Linked DNA regions of Zea mays: region 2 is linked to region 1. A link is a contact called in public Hi-C data. All regions are on one chromosome and are shown on one strand. The core of a region is the stretch at or near the end of the contact, and the rest is flanking DNA. Distances in the headings are between cores, read along the strand shown. Region 1 holds the start of LOC103631766 (IQ domain-containing protein IQM5). Region 2 holds the start of LOC100284142.

Region 1 (5,474 bases), core at 1,362-3,861:
GGTTCCGCAATAAAAAAGAACTACCAGACCAAATTTAACAGTAACAGCAGAATAAAATTAGTTTGACTTGTCCAGTTTATCAAATTCACAATATTATCAAAACAATTAATGACCCCAAAAGGATCACAATAATGCCAAGAACCAGTATAGTAGGACCATAATACTATAGCAGACAACTGCGCTAAGTTCTAAGCTCCATGCTCAAAATAATGGTTAAGTAGCATATAATGTGTAGACACATGAATTTACCTTGGCAGCTCTCATTCTGGCACGAGACCACCTCGAGAGGGCCGACTCAGGCTTTTGTACATCGAAAAATGACACTGAATTGCGCTTGAGCAATGCAAAATCAAGTAGTTTCCACCTGGATTTAGCATACAATTCACGAAATTCAGTAACTTTGCCCTAATATCAGAATCAGACTAGCACAATGAATTTTACAAACCAGCGTTGTTCAACAAGAACAGCACAATCACCAAGCTGCCGCCTTGTTCTGAAGCTCTTGTACACCTTCTGCACTCTTATTGCTGCAGCCTGGTGCACTGGGCTGACCATCCCAATTACCGGAGAATCTGGTGGTAGGTTCTCTGTGGACTTATATCTTGGCAGGACTATAGGCTTGTAGTTGTAACTCTTCTTTGCAGGTTTAGGACTCACCATTGATAACGTTGTTTCAACTTGAAATGGATCACCCTCCCTTCTTTCGAATCTTAAAGAGCCTCTCACCATGAGCCTCTTGGAGGTCAGTGCATCGAGCAATGCTGTTGGTGATTCAAGGGTATCATGTGTGTTGAGATTATCAAAGCTTAGAGACCGCACAAACAGCCTGTCAATACCATCATCATCATCATCATCATCATCCTCAGGCAAATAGTCATCTGGTGGATATGAGATTGACAAACCCATTTTCCTGATTAAACTGTAATATGTGACGGTTTTCTTTGTTCGCCCTTTGCCTAGCGTTTTCTCTGATACGCCTTGCTGCTTTTGTTGCTCATACGAATCTCTTCAGGAGTTGTGTGTTCTTTATGAGTGCGTTGACACCTTTTGCAAAGAAGGAAAATCGAAGGAAATAAAATGTAGGGCCTTTGAATTGGAAAACACATTAGAAACAGATTCATGAATTTCCTTAGCTATTCACAATTTTACCAAGGCATGGTAATTAGAATTGAAAGCCCCATGTAATATCTCTTGTGATAAAATGTATTCAGAGAGAAGCCAAGAACAGGGTAAGGAAAGTTCATTACAAAAAAAAGGGAAAAGAAAAGGCCAAGAAGTGAAAATCAAACAACAGTGAGCTTTATCTCTACCTTCAAATTTCTTGCGCTATCCATCCAATAGGACCTCTTCAGAAGAGGTCTGCGAGGCAGAAAGATGAAAAAAATAGCAAATTTTGCAGGGCAAATGGGAGCAGATTTAGGAACCAAGCATCGGCGGTGAATGGCTAATGGCCATGCAACAGGGGCAAGTAAAACACGGGCGATGGTGTCTTCGCCCCCAACACCGTCGCCCTAAAAATAACAAATCAAGGTTTGAGGTGCCTGGATGTTCTCAGCCAGTCAAGGAAAAAAAAGGGAAGATGGTATACTCTCTACATCCTAAATTCTAAGTCATTCTAACCTTTTTGGAGAACCAAAACATAAGCTTAACTAAATTTATATAATAAAACAATAACATTTATAATACCAAATAAGCATAATTAAATTCTACATTAATTATATTTTTACACTATATATATTTAATGTAAAAAATCTTTATAATCCTTTTTTTATAATTTAAGTCAAACTTGAGATGATTTGACTCTCAAAAAAAGTTGGAATAACTGATGATTTAGAGTGAGGGGGTACTACTTAGTGTAGTTAAAATTAGTCATCACTTAAGAAACACGGCATGTGTATAAATAGAAGCGTAGAACTGACATTGCCTAGTAATTATCACCACAGGAAGAACAATAATAGTAGTATTTGTTGCTAACTTGCTATCGCTAAGCATGGCTAGCACTAGAACAGTCCCAACACCGTGACCCCGATGATTGGCACTCACATCGTGAAACGAGCTACCGCAAAGTTATATTAGCAAGCTGTTTAGCTCATGGGCATTCCACCAAACACCCCACATGCGGTAGCAGCATTACCTGGTATCCATGCTTCCGAGTTTCCGACGGCTTACAGGTAACTGCTCTGCGTACGGAGATCGGGTCGCATTTTGAACTTTAGATTTAGACGAGATTCCACGCCTTCTTCTTGAGTCATCTTCTCCGCCTCCTGCACTTTGCAAAGCATTACCATGATCCTGATGCATGATGGTCCCTCCTTTTCCCCCTCGCAGCTGCGCTGAGGATTATAGCATACAAGCTGCATCCGCCACGTGTACGCAATGACGGCACCTAGCATCTAGCTATTTCGCACATCACGCATAGCGCTGCCGGTGCAATATTGCACAGTTTCCGGGTCCGGTGGGCGGTGGCCTGTCCGGGGAGGACTTGTTTCACTGCACTACAATCCACCCGGCCGTGAGTTATTTTTCACCTCAATCCTTGGCAATTCATTTTCCATGGTCAGTTGTACCGTCGAAATACCAACATGATTTGCTTCTTCGTCCTCGAACATAAAAAACCAGGCATCCTACTTTCTGAATTATAAAAAAATGTTCAAATTAGCTCTTAGCGCTGATTGGAAGTGGTCTTGAAGGCATCCTACTTTCTTAGCGCTGATTGGAAGTGGTCTTGAAGGCACGGGCACTTTTGTCCTTTTTAGATAATATGAAAATCTGGTAAATACTTTGATAAGGTTTTTAAATCATGGAAAACATTTTTTAAAGTTTCTAAATTTTTTGAGAAAAATCCTAAAGCTAGACTGGTTCACGAGAAACCTAACCCCAATATTCAGAGCTTGTAAAAAAATCTAAAATCTTAAAGGTAGATTGAGATAGGGAAAATAGAGAAAATGAAAAAAAAACTCTTGAAAGCTCTCAAAATAAATCAATGTGTGAACATATTTTAGAAACTTTGCACTGCGTAAATTCGAGGTGCAACTAGTAATAAACACATTCATGTTATGCATTCGTGTTGGTTGTGTCTTATGTATTCATTATGATAAAAGCATCTAGGCTCTTTGTGGTTTTAGTGGTTAATGACAACATAAGATTATGGTGACTCATGCATTTTACATATATAGTTTAAGTTAGGTCACACTATAGGAGATTGTTTTAAACAAACTATCATTTTCATGCTCCTAATTATTGATTTTGTTTCAATATTCAAATAATGAAGGATAAGATTATGGAAGGACTAGTTCTAAGTGTTGTTTGGAGTTGATAGACACTTATAATGGATTATGAATTTATTTTTTCTTTAACCATAGCATGACATAGTAAATTGACCTAGATAAACACTTTAGCTCTGTAACACCCGGCTTTAAGGAACAAAGCCAGGTGCATCTCATACATGCGCCAAGAAGACAACATATATAATAACAGAGTGTATAGAGATAAATGTCATAAAACATCAGAGTATTTATTACATAGCGGAAGACTTATTACAAAATAGAATAATAAAGATAAAGCGAACTAAGGATCGTCGGCGCCAATGTCGACTGGGAACGCCACCTAGATTAGATCGAACTCCTCAGTGTTAGGCGGCTCCTCCTGAACCACCTGATCTTCTCCTGTGGGGGGGTGTGAGACAGCAAGGGTGAGCTCACACATGATCATAGCTCAACAAGTTGTGGGGAACCAGTGGACATAAACTCACAAAGGTGTAAGATCATGTGATGTGTAAGGTTAATCAATGATAGGGGTTAAAGCTGAGCATTGCTTTTAAGTAGTTGGTCAAACTTTTATTAGCAGTTACTAAGTGTAAGTAAATACCAAACCATAAGTAAAGTAATAGAACAAAATTAATAACAAACCCATGCAATACAAATGACAAAATTGAATTTAAGTTCCATAATTTAAACATCAGAGAGTCCTGAGCTGCTCATGACCGCGAGCACGGCTAGTATACCAGTTTTACACTCTGCAGAGGTTGTACCCTTTACCCACAAGTCATGTTACCCATCTGCCAAGGGATCGCGACTTCCCATACACCTCTACCTAGGAAGCGCGGCAGGGCAACACTACGAGGCCTTTACAAAGTTCCACTAGCTTCCGAAAACCCGCTACAGTTTATAGGAAGTTCCAATGCAGGGTTCCTGGCTGACTGCCATCGCAGCAAAATCAACCAGGGACCTCCCTACACTGACCACTCCCCTACTGCCCTTGCCCCTTTCGGGTAAGGTAGTCTTCCACTAGCTTTCCTAATTAGTCAGCCAAGGGCGTCCCATTAAACCCTTGTGGTGGCACGTGGTTCTCAAGTTAAGCTCTATGTTCCAATTAACATTAATGATCTCAACATGAACATAAATAGAATAACAAAAAGAATTGGAACATAGAGGTAATAAATGATTATCCCAAAACCATGTAAAGCAATAGCAAACTACCCAAGTGATTCAGGGGTAAACAAGGTAATGAGATAAACAATCTAGGGTGACCTATTGGGTCCCATCAAAATTAACCTATGCATGGATAAATGATATTAAAGAACATTATTGGGTAAGATGTGGTCAAGGGCACAACTTGCCTTCAATGAGCTCCTGCTCAGCTACTTCAACCTGCTGCTCACCAGGATCCTCAGCAACGGGCTCTTCTACTCGCCACAATACAAACAAGCACAGGATACAGGGAAAATTAACATTACACCAAGCATGTAAACAAAATACACAGAGATATTCTACATAATAAAATAAAATTCTAGGAACAGGAATCATAATTTTTGGAGTTATAGAATTTAAGTTATGCATTTTCAAAGGTTTTATGTGTTTAAAATAGGATTAAGTGTGAAATAAATTTTCTTACTGTTTTCATGACATAACAGAGGTTCTAGGTGATAGAGAATAAAAATACAAAATTTTAGGAAGTGGAATGAAGTAATTTGGAGCTCATATGCATTTTCTATGATTTATTGAAGTTCTAGCAATTATTTTCCTATTAAAAATCTATTTAATAATCATTTTCTCTGGTTTTATTATGTTCTGGACTGGGCCTCATTTACCAGAAAGTGCAGGGGCTTCGGAGTAAATATTTCTAGACACAGAGAACAGTCCAGTGGACCGCGGGTTGATATGTTAAGAGCTCAGGGTTTCTTTTGTAACATGCACGGCGAAGGGGTACGGGCAGTCGCTGGCCGTCCGATCGGCATCAAGGGCTCGGATTACTCCCACAGGTGCACCAAACCGGTACACAACGTGGACCTACGGATTAAGATCTAACGGTAGATATTTTAAAGGGACGCGACGACCTCCGATCCGTCCGATGTCATCCAACGTCCCACGACTAACTTCAAAAGAGGTCTCACTCACATTTGACCAGGAACGTTCGCCCTTAATCTAACAGCTCAAATTTGGTGCGCCTCCGCTAGATCCTGACCGTCGGATGGA
Region 2 (5,474 bases), core at 780-3,279, 250 kb after region 1:
CTGATAGTAGATGCAGTCAATAATAATAATAATAATAATAACAACAACAACAACAACAACAACAACAACAATAACAATAACAACAATAAATATCAATACTGACTGATAGCCCTATAAAGTTATGGAGTAAATTCGAGAAGTCGGGTATGCGCAGATGAAGCCATGCACTCATACTACTTCAATGGAATTTTGGTAGTATATAGATGTGAACATTTGAGGGCAATTTTGTATCCATTTTTTTGTTAAAGAGAGCTAAAAGATTCCAAAATAAACTCTCTTGTGTAACCCGATGAGATATGCGAAATACTTAAAAACTACAAAAAAAAATCCGTATTGGCCCAGAAACAACAAATATACCTCTAAGTACAACATTATTTTTTTGCTGAACATTGTAGTAACATGAAATCAAAGTTGTACTTCGGTCAAAGTAGTAACATGAAAAAATGCTTACACTTGACATGAACACTCAGAAGCATTTTTTAGTAATATCACCAACATACAACCTAGTTTATTTTTTATCGAATAGGAGTTCTAGGTTAGTTAGATGGTCAAACACTACTTGTTTGCACCATAACTTGTCTTGTCTTTTAATCATTTGAAGCATTATGCGCATTTGATTAGCCCATATAGGCGCCACACGCAAGCCGTCATGTAGGATGTCACATTGACACGACAAGACCTCGACGACATGGTCCACAACATAAAGACGTATTATTCAGTGTCCACTCCAGATCTAGAAACAAAATTAAAATCTCATAAATCTAAATATCAATATTTCTTTAAAAAGAGTTTAAAAAAAGTTTGTCGTGTCTAGGGTACTCTCATAAATCTAAATATCAATATTTCTTTAAAAAGAGTGTAAAAAAAGTTGGTCGTGTCTAGTGTCCTATGTTCGGCTAGAGATGGCCAAACGGGCCGCCCGGCCCGGCCCGGCCCGGGCCCGGTGAAGCCCGGCCAAAAACCGGGCCGGGTCTGCTGTGCCATCGTGCCATGGAAGAGCCCAAAAACCGGAGTTACGGGCCCAAAAACCGGGCCCAAAAACCGGGCTTCGTGTCGGGCTTACGGGCCTCGTGCTTTTTGGCCATCTATATGTTCGGCCATGGAAGACGACGCCGGTATAGCTTGGGATTTGGGACTTCGCCGACGCCCGGCCAGAGTCAACCATGCCGACGGTGTCCCGCCACCGCGGGAAGACGCGCGCCCAAAGTCAACGATGCTGTCGGTGTGTCTTAATCCTCCGGTGGCGATGCTCCCTCCTCATCCGTGGGTCCGGCTTCGGCTCCGGCTCCGGCCCCGGCCCCCTCCGCTTCCTCGAGAGCACCTTCGGTGTCAACGTACTTCGCCAACGTCGCGAGCTTCTTCAACATACAGGGCGCCGGCCGGCGTCGAGAATATCCGGTGCTTAGGAGCCTGCGACTGCGAGCAATGGGGAGGATGCGGCGGGCGAGCAGCGGCAAGAGGAGGGAGGACATCATCGGGGCCAGCCGCGAGAGTATCCAATGCCCTCTATCGCCGCTCCGCTCCACAAAAAGCACCACTCACAAGGCGCCACGAAGCCACATAGATACAGATACGCCGTACGCGTCGTTTCCGATGCTTACTTTCATGTCATATACAATTTCTTATCCTTATATGTCGATAAATATAAAAAAATTGTATGTCCTAACCTGTACGACTTACGATACGAAAGAGTATAAAATTGTGTTCGAGAGATATAGAAGCAATATGATATTTATAACAATAAATAAAAAATATATATATACATATATTAGCAACCGCGGCTTTCATCTAACCTCCACGTGAAGCGGACGTTACCCCAAGTCTGGTTGGCTGGTTCCCGCCAGCCGCGGGCTCCACCAGTCGGCCGGTCGCGTTCGGGTAAGCGAGAGCGGGTAAGCCATGGCGGGCGGTGGCTAATGCATTAAGGTATTTTATTTATGTGACGTCACATGAAGACAAACAGATGACGTAGGCTGTAGACCCCACCCTTCGCACATTGATGCCTGCCGCCCCATTCTCCATCCCGGCCATTACTCGGCCACGACTTGCCGACTACGATGCCAGCGCCAAGCCTCCGCCGCCCAGCTAAAAATCCCCCAGGCGTTCCTGAGCACCCGTTTATCATCACATGACCGGAGTCGGCCAGAATTTGCCGTAGCTCTCGCCCCCGCTCGCCGTGCGCTTCTCGTCCCATTCCCCCGGGATCGTAGATTCTCGAGCTGAGCTGAGCTGAGCTGAGCTGAGCGATGGATCGCGAGCTCAGCCCCAGGGGCAATGCTCCAGGGAGAGGGAGCGGCGGCGCGTCGTCATCGAAGCACAAGAACGGCGGCGGCGGCAAGAAGCCGATCAAGGTGCTTTACATCGCCAACCCCATGCGCGTCCAGACCAGCGCCGAGGGTTTCCGCGCCCTCGTGCAGGAGCTCACCGGCCAACACGCCGATCCCTCCAAGTACAGCCCCGGCGACCTTGACTCCGGCGCTGCCGCACAGGGTCTGAGCCCCAGGGCCAGGGTCGCGGACGTTTCGTCGGAAACCATCGTCGCAAGCCACAGCCCTGGCAGTAAGGCCGCGCCGCACGGAGGGGACTACTACGACGTCGAGGAAGACGAAGATGACGTCTTCAGGTCGCCTCACATGCTGCTGGAGAACAATTATACGGTGTTCTCGCCGCCGACGCTACTATATGACCATCACCCGCACAGCAAGGTACCCCCATCGATCTTCCGTGCCGCTCTATATATGATTCCATTTTTATCTCTCATTATTAACCGTTTCACAAGTTGCAAGCAAATCTGTATAGTACGTTAGGTCAGACCCACCGCATCAACCCGCATTAACGGAAACCAGCCCACCACCGTATCAACCCGCATCAACGGAAACCGTATCAACGGAAAAAGAAGACAAGAAACATTTTCTTTCTTAGTTAGCTTAGGGCACCAATATATAGATGATTTATTTTACAAAATAATAATCTAAGTTTAAGTTAATATATCTACACTATAAAGCACCATTATTAGAAAAAAAATTATGTACACTATTTTTTGATTCTCGCACTGTCATATTCATGAGCTATAGTACACTTATGGAGTTACGTTAGTTTGTACATGTACACATAAGTTTAATTCTATACATTTTATCATTTCATTACTCACATGAGTTAATGATTGCTATTCTTGTTCTCTGATGACTATAATCTCATGTCTCTCTCACCTAGTTTTAGCAATACATATAGCACTTGTATTATTACAGAAAAGTGCAACATTATTGAAATTGTCACATATCATACCCTTTTTAAGTGTAGCTATCGTCCAAAAGAATTTGGGACCAACAACAAACAACGAACTAAATAATCGATAACAGTGCAAGGAGGTAAGGGTGTTGTAGCATCCCTAGCCTCCACGCTGGATTCGTCCTTACTAAACTAGGTCTATGAACCATAATGTCAAACAAATAAAAGCATAAATTGAAGAAGGAAGAGGAATGATGAACTAAACCTAATATGAATCAACAAAAAAATACTCTCCCTATTTTAATTTATAAGTTATTTTCAATGGAAAGCATCAAATTAACAAAAGACAATTGCATGAAGAAACGTCAAAGACATCAGATTATAGCCAATGGGGAACAAGAGCAGCAACCATTAGTTCATGTAAGTAATAAAATGACAATAAATAAAAGTAAACTTAAAAGGTGTGCATGTACAAACTAACGTGACTATGTGAGTATACAATAAATCATCAACAACTAGATATGGTAGTGTCGGGATCTCTAAATAGTGTACATATTTTTCCTAATAATGATAAACTAACTAGTTGTGCTTCATAACATATGGATGTTGGTTTAGACTAAGATTATTATTTTGTAAAACAAGTCACTTATATATTGGTATCATGAGCTAACTAAAAACAAAATAGTCTTCTTTTCCATTGATGCGGTGGGCCTGACCTGTTCTAGTGCTAATGTTTTATACATATTTGCTTGCAACTTGACATATATGGAGTGGTTAATAATGGAAAACGAAGATGGAATCATGTACAGAGGAGATCGATCGAATCGATGGTGGGTATATATCACACCTTGTTGTGCGAGTGATAGTCGTAGAGTAGCGTCGGCGTCACCGCCTAAGGACTGAGCCCTAGGGCTAAGGGTGCCGACGTGTCATCGAAAACCATCATCGCAAGCCCCAGGCCTAGCAATAAGGTCGTGCCACACGGTGGGGACTACTACGAGGAGGAAGATGACGATAGCGACTTCAGGTCCCAACTGCTATTGGAAAACAACTATACAATGTTCTCGTCACCGACGCTACTCTACGACTATCACTCGCACAACAGGGTGTGATATATACCCACCATTGATTCGATCGATCTCCTTTATACATGATTTTATCTTTGTCTTCCATTATTAATCACTCAATATATGCCAAGTTGAAAGCAAATATGTATAGAACATTAGATTTAGGACTGGTCAGGCCTGTCGCATCAACGAAAAAGAAGATCGTTTTGTTTCTTAGTTAGCTTATGGCACAACTATATAGGTGATTTATTTTATAGAATAACAATCCTAGTTTAAGTCATCATGCGTATGTTATAAGCATTAGAAGTTAGTTTATTATTATTAGAAAAAACATGTACACTAGTTGTAGATCATGTCACTACCATATCTGATTCTTAATGAACTACTGTATACTCATGCAGTCATGTTTGTTTGTATATGCACACCTTTTAATTTTTAATTCTATCTATTTTGTCCTTTCATCACTCACATAAGCTAATTTTTTATGTTGTTGTTCCCTGATGGCTATAATCTCATGTTTTCGATGTTCAAGCAATTGCCTTTTGTTTATTTGATGCTTTCTATTGCTAATTTATGCTTGCTACATATCTACACATATATATACATAATAAAAATCATGTACTTAAAAAGCAAAATGACTTATAAATTAAAATAGGTGAGAGTACTTGATTCTATTTTTATTGATTCATATTATGGTTGGTTTATCATTCATCTCCCTTCTCTGATTCGTGGTTTCATTTGTTTGACATTATTGGTTCATGAGCCTAGTTTAGTAGGTGTGGATTTAGCAATACATATAGCACTAGTCTTATTATAGAAAAGTGCAACATTATTGAAATTGTCACATATCATACCCTTTTTAAGTGTAGCTATCGTCCAAATAATTTGGGACCAACAACAAACAACCAACTAAATAATCGATAACAGTGCAAGGAGGTAAGGGTGTTGGAGCATCCCTAGCCTCCACGCTAGATCCGTCCTTACTAAACTAGGTCTATGAACCATAATGTCAAACAAATGAAAGCATAAATCGAAAAAAGGAGAGGAATGATAAACTAAACCTAATATGAATCAACAAACGAATCAACAAAAAAAATACTCTCCCTATTCTAATTTATAAGTTATTTTCAATGGAAAGCATCAAATTAACAAAAGACAATTGCATGAAGAAACGTCAAA

The links. A called contact is a pair of places that touch in the nucleus more often than the background predicts.
Region 2: a Hi-C map of ear shows a contact between it and region 1, with 2.1 times the contacts expected there. The contact joins the promoter of LOC100284142 here to the promoter of LOC103631766 in region 1. A contact is called at or near these places in 3 of 25 Hi-C or Micro-C datasets (ear and leaf).

What each region holds. Positions count from the first base shown.
Region 1 is chr1:14,227,256-14,232,729 of Zm-B73-REFERENCE-NAM-5.0, forward strand. LOC103631766 (IQ domain-containing protein IQM5) reads right to left here and starts at 2,612. Exons shown (of 10, transcript XM_008671469.4): 1 at 2,135-2,612; 2 at 446-1,044; 3 at 250-364. The coding sequence starts at 906.
Region 2 is chr1:14,478,420-14,483,893 of Zm-B73-REFERENCE-NAM-5.0, forward strand. It overlaps LOC100284142, which reads left to right and starts at 2,030. Exons shown (of 3, transcript NM_001370615.1): 1 at 2,030-2,705. The coding sequence starts at 2,247.